Linked DNA regions of Mus musculus: region 2 is linked to region 1. A link is a contact called in public HiChIP or PLAC-seq data. All regions are on one chromosome and are shown on one strand. Each heading gives the region's core, a stretch centred on a gene start, on an enhancer-like site or on the middle of the called end of the contact. The rest is flanking DNA. Distances are from core to core; before and after follow the strand shown. Region 1 overlaps Gm36723 (a long non-coding RNA gene). Region 2 has its middle 110 kb from the start of Gm29835.

The links. HiChIP or PLAC-seq counts read pairs in DNA pulled down with a chosen protein or histone mark.
Region 2: a contact with region 1 is called in a BATF HiChIP or PLAC-seq map of CD8 T cells, with 6 read pairs. The contact joins two enhancer-like sites. A contact is called at or near these places in 2 of 484 Hi-C or Micro-C datasets (cerebellar granule neurons and cortical neurons) and 1 of 115 datasets of contacts at active chromatin or transcription factors (CD8 T cells).

What each region holds. Positions count from the first base shown.
Region 1 is chr12:25,454,011-25,459,627 of GRCm38.p6, reverse strand. The region is part of intron 9 of Gm36723 (a long non-coding RNA gene); the gene reads right to left. Among named protein-coding and RNA genes, the nearest start is that of Gm36886, 18 kb to the left of the region's middle. Within about 2 kb of position 3,822, at least 12 of the 459 cell types and tissues checked have an H3K27ac peak or open chromatin away from gene starts, as enhancers often do. A contact at or near this core is called in CD8 T cells, where this site is marked.
Region 2 is chr12:25,861,753-25,866,768 of GRCm38.p6, reverse strand. No RefSeq gene overlaps it. Among named protein-coding and RNA genes, the nearest start is that of Gm29835, 110 kb to the left of the region's middle. Within about 2 kb of position 2,453, at least 27 of the 459 cell types and tissues checked have an H3K27ac peak or open chromatin away from gene starts, as enhancers often do. A contact at or near this core is called in CD8 T cells, where this site is marked.

The DNA.
Region 1 (5,617 bases), core at 2,573-5,072:
CATGCTGTCAGCATCCTTGGCATTACCTAGTTTCCCACTGGCGTTCTATAGCCTGAAAGCACCATTATGCTAACTTCAGAAGGTGAAAGGGAAGGTGGACTATTGGAGGGTGGTAGCCAGCGAGTGCTTGGGGAAGTATCCAGACCACTGTCCAGCATGTGTGCCCTCAGCAGGGCTTGTCAACCCAATGGACTAAGCCCTAGCACTAGAGACAGCACAAAGCGCTGAGTAGGCATTTGCAGTGGTAACTTGTAAATGGAGTGTTTAGATCCAGCCTCCCCTCACTCCCTTACTCCTTTTCTCATTTCTCCAGCCTACTTTACAGGAGCTGTTAGTCCACCGAGGAGTGTTAATTCAAAGCATTTAGAGACATTAAAAACAAAAAACAACAACAAAAAAACAATTTCGTAAACCACCAGAAGAAACTAGAAAAAGAATGTGTTTGCGTGTGTCTGAGAAAGTAAAAACAGTTATAAATTCTCTCCTACTCTATTTTTCCAAGTCAAATGTTTTTTTTTTAAACTGTCATGCCAATTAAGGTTTTTCCTCACTTCCCTGATTTTATATTTTATAACATTTAATGGCTGGGGTCAGAAGATGGCTATTATACCATTTTGTTATCATCACGATTCTTTAAAATCCTTACCATCTTGAATACCTCACATAGGGGTCCCCCAAAGGACCCCCTACTTCCCAAGGCAGGTGGGAGGGAAAAGGTCATGGGCCAAGGGTAAGTAAGCTAATGAAGGAAAAGAAAGAACATCCTGTTAAAAGCGGGCAGATGCTAGAAAAAGATCTGGAAGAGGCCCCGCCCACCACACTACAGCGCCTACCTGGGGGAAGACAGGAAAGTACAATGAAGGCCTGAGGAGAAGAATTTTTAACAAAGAATCCGGTTTCTCTATTGTTCAAAAAGAACCCAAGACACAGCTGGGACTTTGAAGACTTCCTAGTGGTTTTTGCACCACAGAACACAAATAAAAACATTTTCCCAAAAATTCTTACCTCCAAGAAGATGCCCAGAAAATTCAGAGGGTTACTGTGATCTGAAAACCTTATAGATTCTAACTTCTGAAACAGACCAGTGTACCTGATAGCGAAGTCATTTGAAAATGAAAAATGGAAAAGCAGTAGTTAAGAAGAATGACTCTATTCCCTTACGGCAACACAAAGTTTGAGTCTACACTCTGGGCTATATCTGTAGCTCATCTAAGTTAATTCCCTAGGAATCTCTCCCATGACCTTGAACTCCTGGCCTAGTATTTCCTTGGGAAGAGAGGAATTTGTAAGAATGGGTCCACAGTGCTGAGCTATTTGGTAGAATCACCACAGAGGCTTCTGGGTCTGGATTTGAGAGATTCTGCAGCCACCCCTCTACGGCCATCCTCCTGTGGCCATCCTCTTGCAGCCATTCTGGCAAAAGTTTTTACTCCTACCTTCTACAGATGCCCTCCCTGTCTTCAGCCCTAAGACTTGAAACCCTGCCCCCTGCCCAAGGAATTAGAATTCCCCAGGATCATCACACTGGGAGAGGGAGCAGGCTGGTGCCAGTCAGAGGGAGAACATGCCTCCCAGGAAGAGCGCACATAGTTCTGAGCACTTCCAGGCCACTTTGCCGAGGACTGGAGCAGAGAGAGTGCATGTGACCACGCTTACTCAGGACTGTTCCTCACTTAAACCTAACCCTCCTCTCAGGACTCTAAAATAGACTTCAAGGTCCTTGAAATCCTTCCTTGTTCTTCTTCCTGATGTGGCCACAGTGAACATGTCTCCTTTCTCTGACTTTCACAATTTCGTATTTCTTTAACTGGTATACTGAGGGCAGGTGGCCCAGCCTAGCTTCTTAGGGCTGCCGGGGCCCAGGCTTGGGTCTTAACAGTCACCTATCCCAAGATGTTGGGAGCTGGAGGCTCAAACAATGAGACCTACAGTGCCATAGACAGCAGACCACAGCAGAAACAAAAACAAGACACAGGCGGAAGGAAGCTCTGAATGCACAGGTCATTGAAAAATCTCGTGGCACACCATGCTATATTGGCAACTTAAGATCCACCATCCTTACTAGTGTTAATGAGAAACTTGAATCCCATCGAATCACACTTTCCCCCTGAGAGCCCATTCTACTCCCTGAATGACTCCATCAGAGAAACTGAGTCCCGCAGCACGTCACAGTGTGTGTCAAGCTCAATGGCCTAGGACACAAACTTTTTTGGAGATATGATCACCAGGCCACTTGCCCTAAGATCGTTCTCAGACAGATTGCATGTGAGCCTCTGAATCCATCTCTCTGCTGGGATAAGGGAAAGCCTCCTCGGCCAGTTGCAGCTCACACACTCACCATGTCAGCAACAGCTGGCCTTAGCCACCAATGAACTGGTATTCCCTTCACAACACATACCCATGAATAGTCATGGTTTTCAACTACTTCCTGGCAGTGGAAGTAGTGATTGTTTAGTAGGAAGAAGATGCTATGGAAAACCTCATGGTTTTTCTCTAGACATTCTCATGGCTTGGTTACCTAGTCATCTTTCTCCTGGTAGTCAACTCTAGCTCCTGCAAATACTTCATAGGGAACTGTTTTAGCTGTTGTTGTTTTTTTCTTTACCTATGAGTTAACAGGTAAACTAGTAGGTATGCTAATTAATAACTGTAACCTAACTATTTTCACCAAAACCAGAAGCTTAGTTGTGTTCCAAAGCGCATACATCTGTTGGTCAGAAGTCAGTATTGATAGGCAAGCTCCAGCCTGTTAGGGTTCTCTTCCGTCCAGGCCACGTGAGTTCCCCGGCATCCATTCCTAGCATGGTCTCCCACCCAATGGCGAGAGAGGACTTCTTCTCTCTTCCAGCCAGTCTATGAAGTGTCACAGGAAAACATATGAGCTCAGGGATATGAAATGTTCCTGGAAGCTCTCAACTGGCCCACAAATGCACTGTGTCATTAGTAAAGCAGGAAGCTACCCTGATCCCTCTACACCTTGGCTTGGGCCCATATTCTCCATATACCTCACTCAGGGAACTCTTCTCCACCATCAGAGACCTGAGCTATTGAGCTATTGGTGGAAAAGTACTTGGTTGTATTTGTCATTTCCATTTTACATCTCAAAAGCCTTGTATGAAACCAGCAATTTCACAGGTCATTTTAATGTCACAAACATTTCCATCTAGATGTGTGTGTGTGTGTGTGAGAGAGAGAGAGAGAGAGAGAGAGAGAGAGAGAGAGAGAGAGAGAACATGCAAGTCTCTGAACTGAGAGCTAAAGGCAATGCTGTTGCTTTAAGTTTGATTGGAAATGGCTCTTATGAACCCATGTATTAAAGACCTGATCACCAGTCTCGGTCACTAATGAGAGATGGTAGGTAGAACCTTTTAGGAGGTTCCTGGTGGAAGGAAGCTAGGTCATCTGTGCAGGGTATTAGTGATGGATATTGGGACCCCACTTCTAATCTGATGAACTGCCTCAGCAGCCCAGCTATGATGTGCAATGCTACCAAAGGCCCAAACCAACAAGGCCAGGCAACTGAACTCTTAGAAACCATAAGCCCCAAAATAAACCCTTTGTTTATTAAATTGATTTTCTCAGGTATTTTGTGAGAGTGATGGAAAGTTGGCTAACACAGCTGCTGGAGGGCTTGAGGTTAAAACAGAGACCCCACCCCCCCAGCTCATCAGGTGTGTGGTCTCATTGACTGTATGCTTCTTGCTATAGAGACTTTATCAAGACATACGTTGCTTTACAACACAGAGATAAAAGCTGATTAATGCTGTGCCTGCTCATTTTCTTTCCTCTTACTTAGCATTCATTATGTAGGTGTTTCTAGATGAGGGAGATACTTCAGTGGTCATGCTCTGTCTTTATCTTTTGGGTCAGCATTTCCTGTATGCTAGTTCCTGCCTAAACCACATCACTTTCTATTTCACTTTGCCAACATTCCTTTAATTGTTATTTTTGTTTTGTTTTGATTCTTCTTCACTAAGGTAGAACTGCTTTCCTGAAGGTGTCTCTGGAAGCGTGTCACTTCCACTGGGATGGTATCTTTTATTTTAAAGAATCCACGGTTAGCTATTTTGAGATCTAATTGTGTGGCATTGAATATGTGCAGTGCTGGTTTGTTTTCAAGGAGAGCATCCTTAGACTCGGAGGCTGGGCTAAGACACACCTGCATGGAAGCAAGAAGTGCCAGGCAAAAGTAAAGGAGCGGGAGAAGGGACTGGGAAGGAACCCAGTGAGAAGTAAGAAAGCAGGTCTACCTTCCGGTGGGGACAGCGCATGAAGTCTTATCTGAGCTTTAGTTTTTGTTTTTGTTTTGCTTTGTTTTGTTTTGTTGTTTTGGTGGTGGTTGTTGTTGTTGTTGTTGTTGTTGTTGTTGTTGTTGTTGTTTTTCAAGACAGGGTTTCTCTTTATAGCCCTGGCTGTCCTGGAACTCATTTTGTAGACCAGGCTGGCCTCGAACTCAGAAATCCGCCTGCCTGTGCCTCCCAAGTACTGGGATTAAAGGTGTGCGCCACCATGCCCAGCTTGGGCTTTAGTCTTTTACACAGCAAAGGAGATGTGTGTTTCAATAGATGGCTTAGAAGACAGCAATTAGGTAAAGAACAGAAAATGAGTTCCTGAGAGGTCTACTACATGGAGATCAGATTCTGACAAAAGCATTGCATTCGTTGGTAGGAAATGACTTCGCCACCCACAAAGACCAACATAGAAAATAACTAATGTGCTTTCAGACTCTTGGACCACCCTCTTTTTGCCCCCAAATGACACTGAAGACGTGAAACCTTGTGTATCATGCTCTTATCAGAAACAAATAGGAGGTCTCCTACTGGAAGAACCTTGTCTTAAATAACTGCTTCCACAAGAAAGCCTCTATCAGGGTAGGTTTTTAAGTCTCTCTCAGAAAACCATGCCAGAGGGACAATGATTTTTTTTAAGATGACAACAACAACAACAACAAAAAGAGACAGTTTGGTTTCAAAAGAATATAATGATACAAGAACTTGGGTTTTTCTGCTGAATTCAAGTGACAGGATTTAAAATTACATGAAAGAATTTCAGCCATCATAAAAAATAAATATGTGCACATCCCAAATGTCCCCTTAGAGAGGAGCTCCTTCCTCAAAGGTCGGAAGTGAGTCGATCAGGACACTCGTTAGGATTGTCCCTTCCGGGACAGTAGAGCCACAAGCAATTTCTTTCTTGGATTCGCCCCACTCTCCATATTTTTAACATGTTTATTGTAGTTTAAAAATACTTCTGTTTCTTACCCCCCTCCCAAATAATCAAATAAGGAACAATAATAATAGCAACACAAAGATAATGTCTGTCTGCACATTGTCTAAGGATGTTTCAGTGGCAGCATCTATCTTTGCTCTGTCCGCACAACTAAAATCTTTGATGTCTTTAAACCTGTGACCATCCCCTAGACCAATAGCATAAGAGCACACCCCCATTGACTAGGAACGTTCCATCAGAGCCACACAACAGAATAGGTAATTCTGGCTAAATGCCCAGCAGAGCCACATAGATTACTAGTGCCTTGTTCCAGGCTCTGACAAGAGCCACATGCCCCCTGCTTGAGAACTCCTCAGCCACTTTCAGCAGCTTATATTCTCTGGATAAT
Region 2 (5,016 bases), core at 1,204-3,703, 410 kb before region 1:
GCCTCTCCGTGTGCATCTGTGGTGAGAGGTGGGAGAGGACTGTTATTCATTGGAACCAGGAAAGACAAATTCACCTTCTCATGTTTCAGAGTAAAATGGAAAAGATCAAGATCTATATAAAATATATGATATAAAATATATCAGCTACTTATATACTCCGTATAAACAGGTCAGAAGATAGCAATGTCAAATCTCCAACAGTGGAAATAAAATATATAACTGACCAAAAAAGTAAGAATAGAAAAACCTGTCTCTAAATGACCAAAATAGAAGGTGTTCAATCCCATGAGAAATATAGTCAGCAAGATGGCATCTTCTCTTCCTAGAATGTGCGGACACTGTGGCGCATTTCCTCTCATCGTCTCTGCAGGTAGATAAGTGAGGCATCTGCACACAGGACTTCGAGTTGCCAGTGTGCAAATCAGCTTCACATGCACTGAGGCTATTGGCCAAGAAATATTCCAAGTACTGATAGTCCCTGAAGGGGGAATTCAAACTCTACCCTGTGATTGCCATTTGTGTGAGACAAGACTCAAATTTAGACCAATGGAGAAAGAGTTAACTGAGTGTTGGCCCATCTGTTGATCTACTTAGCTGTGTATTAGAAATATTGCTGACAATAACCACAGAATGGAGACACATCAAATCGTTTGGTGAAGTTAACACTGACTCATGGGCCAAAGATAGTTCAAAGACTGTATTTGTCTACGTCTTTGAATTTTTTATACTAAGCAAGTCTTGCTTTTATGAACTGAAAAACAATCAGACTTAGGAATGACATGAACTGCTTCAGAGGAGAGCATGCAAGGTTTGGTCTAGAAAGACCCAGAACAGTGTTGTTCTGAGTCTCTGTCACCTGTTGGGCGATGTTGGTCTTCTGCAGTATGCATTCTTATATCTCTTAAACAGCGCAGGTATTTACAGGGGTGCAGTGAAGACTGGAATTTAACGTTTCTCATGCATAACTCAAGCTCATTTTCATCACCCACAATCCATCTAAATGGTACCCAGCAATGTGATAGAAGACCCGAGTAAATTCTTGTTCAGCTTCATTAACTCCATGAGAAAGCCTCTATGTGTATCCCCCACCTGGTGTGGGTCAAGTCAATAGAAGGCTGCCCAGCCTTTTGAACAAAGATATGCTCCCGTGTGCACTCTTGGGATTCTCCCATGCATCTGTTAGAAAGGATGGGGAGTATAAGTCTGCCAAAAACCTCACCATCTACAGTACCAACCTGAGTTACTCAGAAAAAAATTTAAAGTGGATAGTGTTTGTAAGCTCACCCCCACCTGGAGTCCCCCGGGGGCACTGAGTTGGAGAAGTGGGGCTGAGCTGTAAGAGCAAGACTGAGAATCATGGCAGCCCCTCTGACTGCATACCACACAGCGACTCCCCAGGATGCAAAGGCAGCAACCAAACAGCACAAATTGGAAAGAGGAAAAAAAGTGTGAAATCTGCTCTGGGCCATCAGAGGAGGCTGATGTAATCCGGGTTGACTCCAGGGACAGTAATGGTGCCAGCTATGGAGGCCACATGGCTTCTAATGAGGCCAGGCCCAGTTGCAGCTCAGAAGAGTGGGTGAGCAAGCCAAATCTCACCCAAGGACAGAAGCAGCCCTGACAGCTGGTGAGTGAATTAACTTCAGGCAAACCAAGTGGACCCAGGTGGTGGGACATTTCGAATCTTTCCCTTCTGGTGGAAACAGAACAAAACATTGCATGGAACACAGCCACCATGGCCTTTTTTAAAATTTTTCCTTTGATTTCTTCTGACAGATTTCTTGGAGGAGGGGGCAAATAAGAGGGAATAGCTCTAAGACCCACCCGGACAGACATCAGTGACATGGCAGTGCTAAAGGTTGCTTAGAAAGGGCTATTTGAGAGATGGAGCATCCCTACTGAGTGAGATCAAGGCAGTGTCCAACATGGTTGAAGGACACCTTGTCAGATGACTTAACTCTTGAGGAGAAGGACCGCCATGGATGGTAATCAGTGCTCCTAAATTGCTGACCCCAGGCATTTGCACAGACGACTTTTTTCCCCTCCATTTTCATAACTAAATGGCTGTCTTCCCTCCCTGAGCTTCTCACCCTAGAAGTGCCCTGCAGGGGCTGCCATTCTTAAGTTGGGTAGACACCTACTTCCTACAGAATTCAGCCAATAGGCTGAGCCTGGTAGTTTGAAAGCCATCCTGCCACCTGGTGGTTGTATCCCTAAATTGCAAGGGCAGGTCTCTAAAGACGTGAATTTATAAAATAAAAAACATTAAACCATTTTGACAAATGTCAGAGAGACATGAGCATTTCAAAAGGATGGGCAAAATAAAAAATAAGCATATGTTGTGAAAGAAAATAGCCTCACTGATGAGAAAGAGACCAAATCAAACGTGAGTGGGCAGACAGGAAACACAGAAAGCGAACACAGCACTGGGTGTGGGCAAGAGACACCCAGCCCCCCTGATTCTGGTTATTCCAGGAAGATCTGTCACATTGCCGAGGCTGAGGTTAGCATGGTTCCTACACAGCCTGAGGAGGCAAAAGGTTATGACAGCATTTTGGGCCTCTGCATGATAGATAGTACAGAGACCTCTTTATTAGAATGTCAGTACGCCTAGTTTCCTTTTATTTCTTTATCTCACATTTATTTGTTTATCTTTTTTTTCTGTCACCAGTTGTGCCCTGTGTTTAGATCACAGACTGCACATGCAAGTCAAAGTCACCAGGGAGAGGCAAAAGAAAACTAAGTGAGAAAATGCCCAGAGAATCCAGAGCAGCAACAGAGCAAGCCTAAGCTTCGATGAGAACAGGGATAGCCCAGCTCACTTCCAGGGCAGGTCTCACAGGAAGCAGCATCTTACCAACAGTGTCTTGATGGCGGCAAGGGGAGGGGAGGAATAACAGGATGGAACAGGAACATGGTGAGAAAGTGGGATGAGACATCGATTGTTAAAGCAGAGAGAATATAAAATAAAGGGAGTTAGAGCAGGGCAAACAGCAAAATAGAGTGGTGTACGCTTTTAGTGCCTGCATTTGTCAGGCAGAGGCAGGAGAAACTCTGAGTTTGACGAAAGCTTGGTGTCCATCACAAGTTTCAGAATGGGAAGAGTAAGCACTTAAAACTCCAGACTCCGGAAGGGGAGGCAAGTAGGCTGACCACTGGAGGTCACTGGTCGGCCATCCTAGTCTACTTGGCAGGCTGTGAGAGACCCTGTCCCAAAACAGTCAGGGGTCAGGAATTAGAGGACACTTGATAAAGGACACAACTCACTCACATGAAAACACATGCACACGTACACACATGAGAAGGGGTCCATCCTTGAAAATGCCAGAAAGAAAATATTTCACGTAGAGAGGGGGCTGAGGCCTGCAAAGGCTCACAGTAACCAAAGGACACAGGGACTTTGAAGTTCACCCTGACAAATCTGGAATCTCACTGGAGAATTTTAAACAAGAGAGCATCAGCTACCTGGAACACACAGATAACGACTGTAAAGATCACTCCTGGGGCCCTGAGAATTTCAGAGGCTCTGACTGTAAAACCCAGAGAGGCCTTCTGAAAAGCCACTGTGGCTCTTCAGGAGGAAGGCATCTCCAGAGCTCTTCAATGCCAGGCATCTACCATTGGTTTGGGGCATTTAGCTAACATATGCAGGTCATGTGAGGGGTTCCCATGGTACACACAAATGCTGGTGAAAACCTGAAGTTGACTTTCTGACTTCCTGGTGACCATTTTAGCACCATCACAATGAAAAGACACAATGCAATCCATTTGGGGATAATCACTATAGAGTGTTTTAATCCCCTAGGCATGAGGTCTGTGGTTGCCCATCACAGATTTCAACTCCTATTTTTTTCTCTTATCTCTGTTCTCCCTCCCACTTCTCAGCTTCAAGATGCCTGTCTCCTCTTTTGCTCTGTTTAGAGACAGTCTTTAGAGTAAGACCTAAGGAGGCTTGATCTGGTATTATACAGACTCTTCCAAGGGAGTCAGCTAAACAGGGAACCTGTAAACCATGCATGAGCACTGTGGCAAAGATGGCCTCACTTCTGACTCGGATCTCCAGGTTGGTCTGAGAACATATCATTTTACTTGGCTGGTTTCCAGAAAATTATTTACCTATGCTTATTTATGTGTCAGCCCATGAAGCTGGCAAACCACAAAGAAAGCCTCTTTTCCCCCACATACTAGCCAGCATTTCTGGTGTGAACCTCAGAAGAAGTGGGCAGTCTCTTCTTAAAGAACTTGAAGACCTTGACATTTTTCCAGCATAGGAATTTGAGGTCTGCCATTGACGAGAGAAAAAAAAAAAAAAGCGCTTCCAACTAGTGGTAAGAGTAAAAGTGTGTATGCCCCTCCTTAGAATTGGGAACAAAACACCCATGGAAGGAGTTACAGAGACAAAGTTTGGAGCTGAGATGAAAGGATGGACCATGTAGAGACTGCCATATCCAGGGATCCACCCCATAATCAGCATCCAAACGCTGACACCATTGCAAACACTAGCAAGATTTTATTGAAAGGACCCAGATGTAGCTGTCTCTTGTGAGACTATGCCGGGGCCTAGCAAACACAGAAGTGGATGCTCACAGTCAGCTAATGGATGGATCACAGGGCTCCCAATGGAGGAGCTAGAGAAAGTACCCAAGGAGCTAAAGGGATCTGCAACCCTATAGGTGGAACAACATTATGAACTAACCAGTACCCCGGAGCTCTTGACTCTAGCTGCATATGTATCAAAAGATGGCCTAGTCGGCCATCACTGGAAAGAGTGACCCATTGGACATGCAAACTTTATATGCCCCAGTACAGGGGAACGCCAGGGCCAAAAAGGGGGAGTGGGTGGGTAGGGGAGTGGGGGTGGGTGGGTATGGGGGGACTTTTGGTATAGCATTGGAAATGTAAATGAGCTAAATACCTAATAAAAATGGGAAAAAAGGAGTAAAAGTGTGGAGGGGGCAAAGATGGGGCCCTCTGGCTTGGCCCATTGTTCTCATCATCAGGATTGTCTGACCTTTA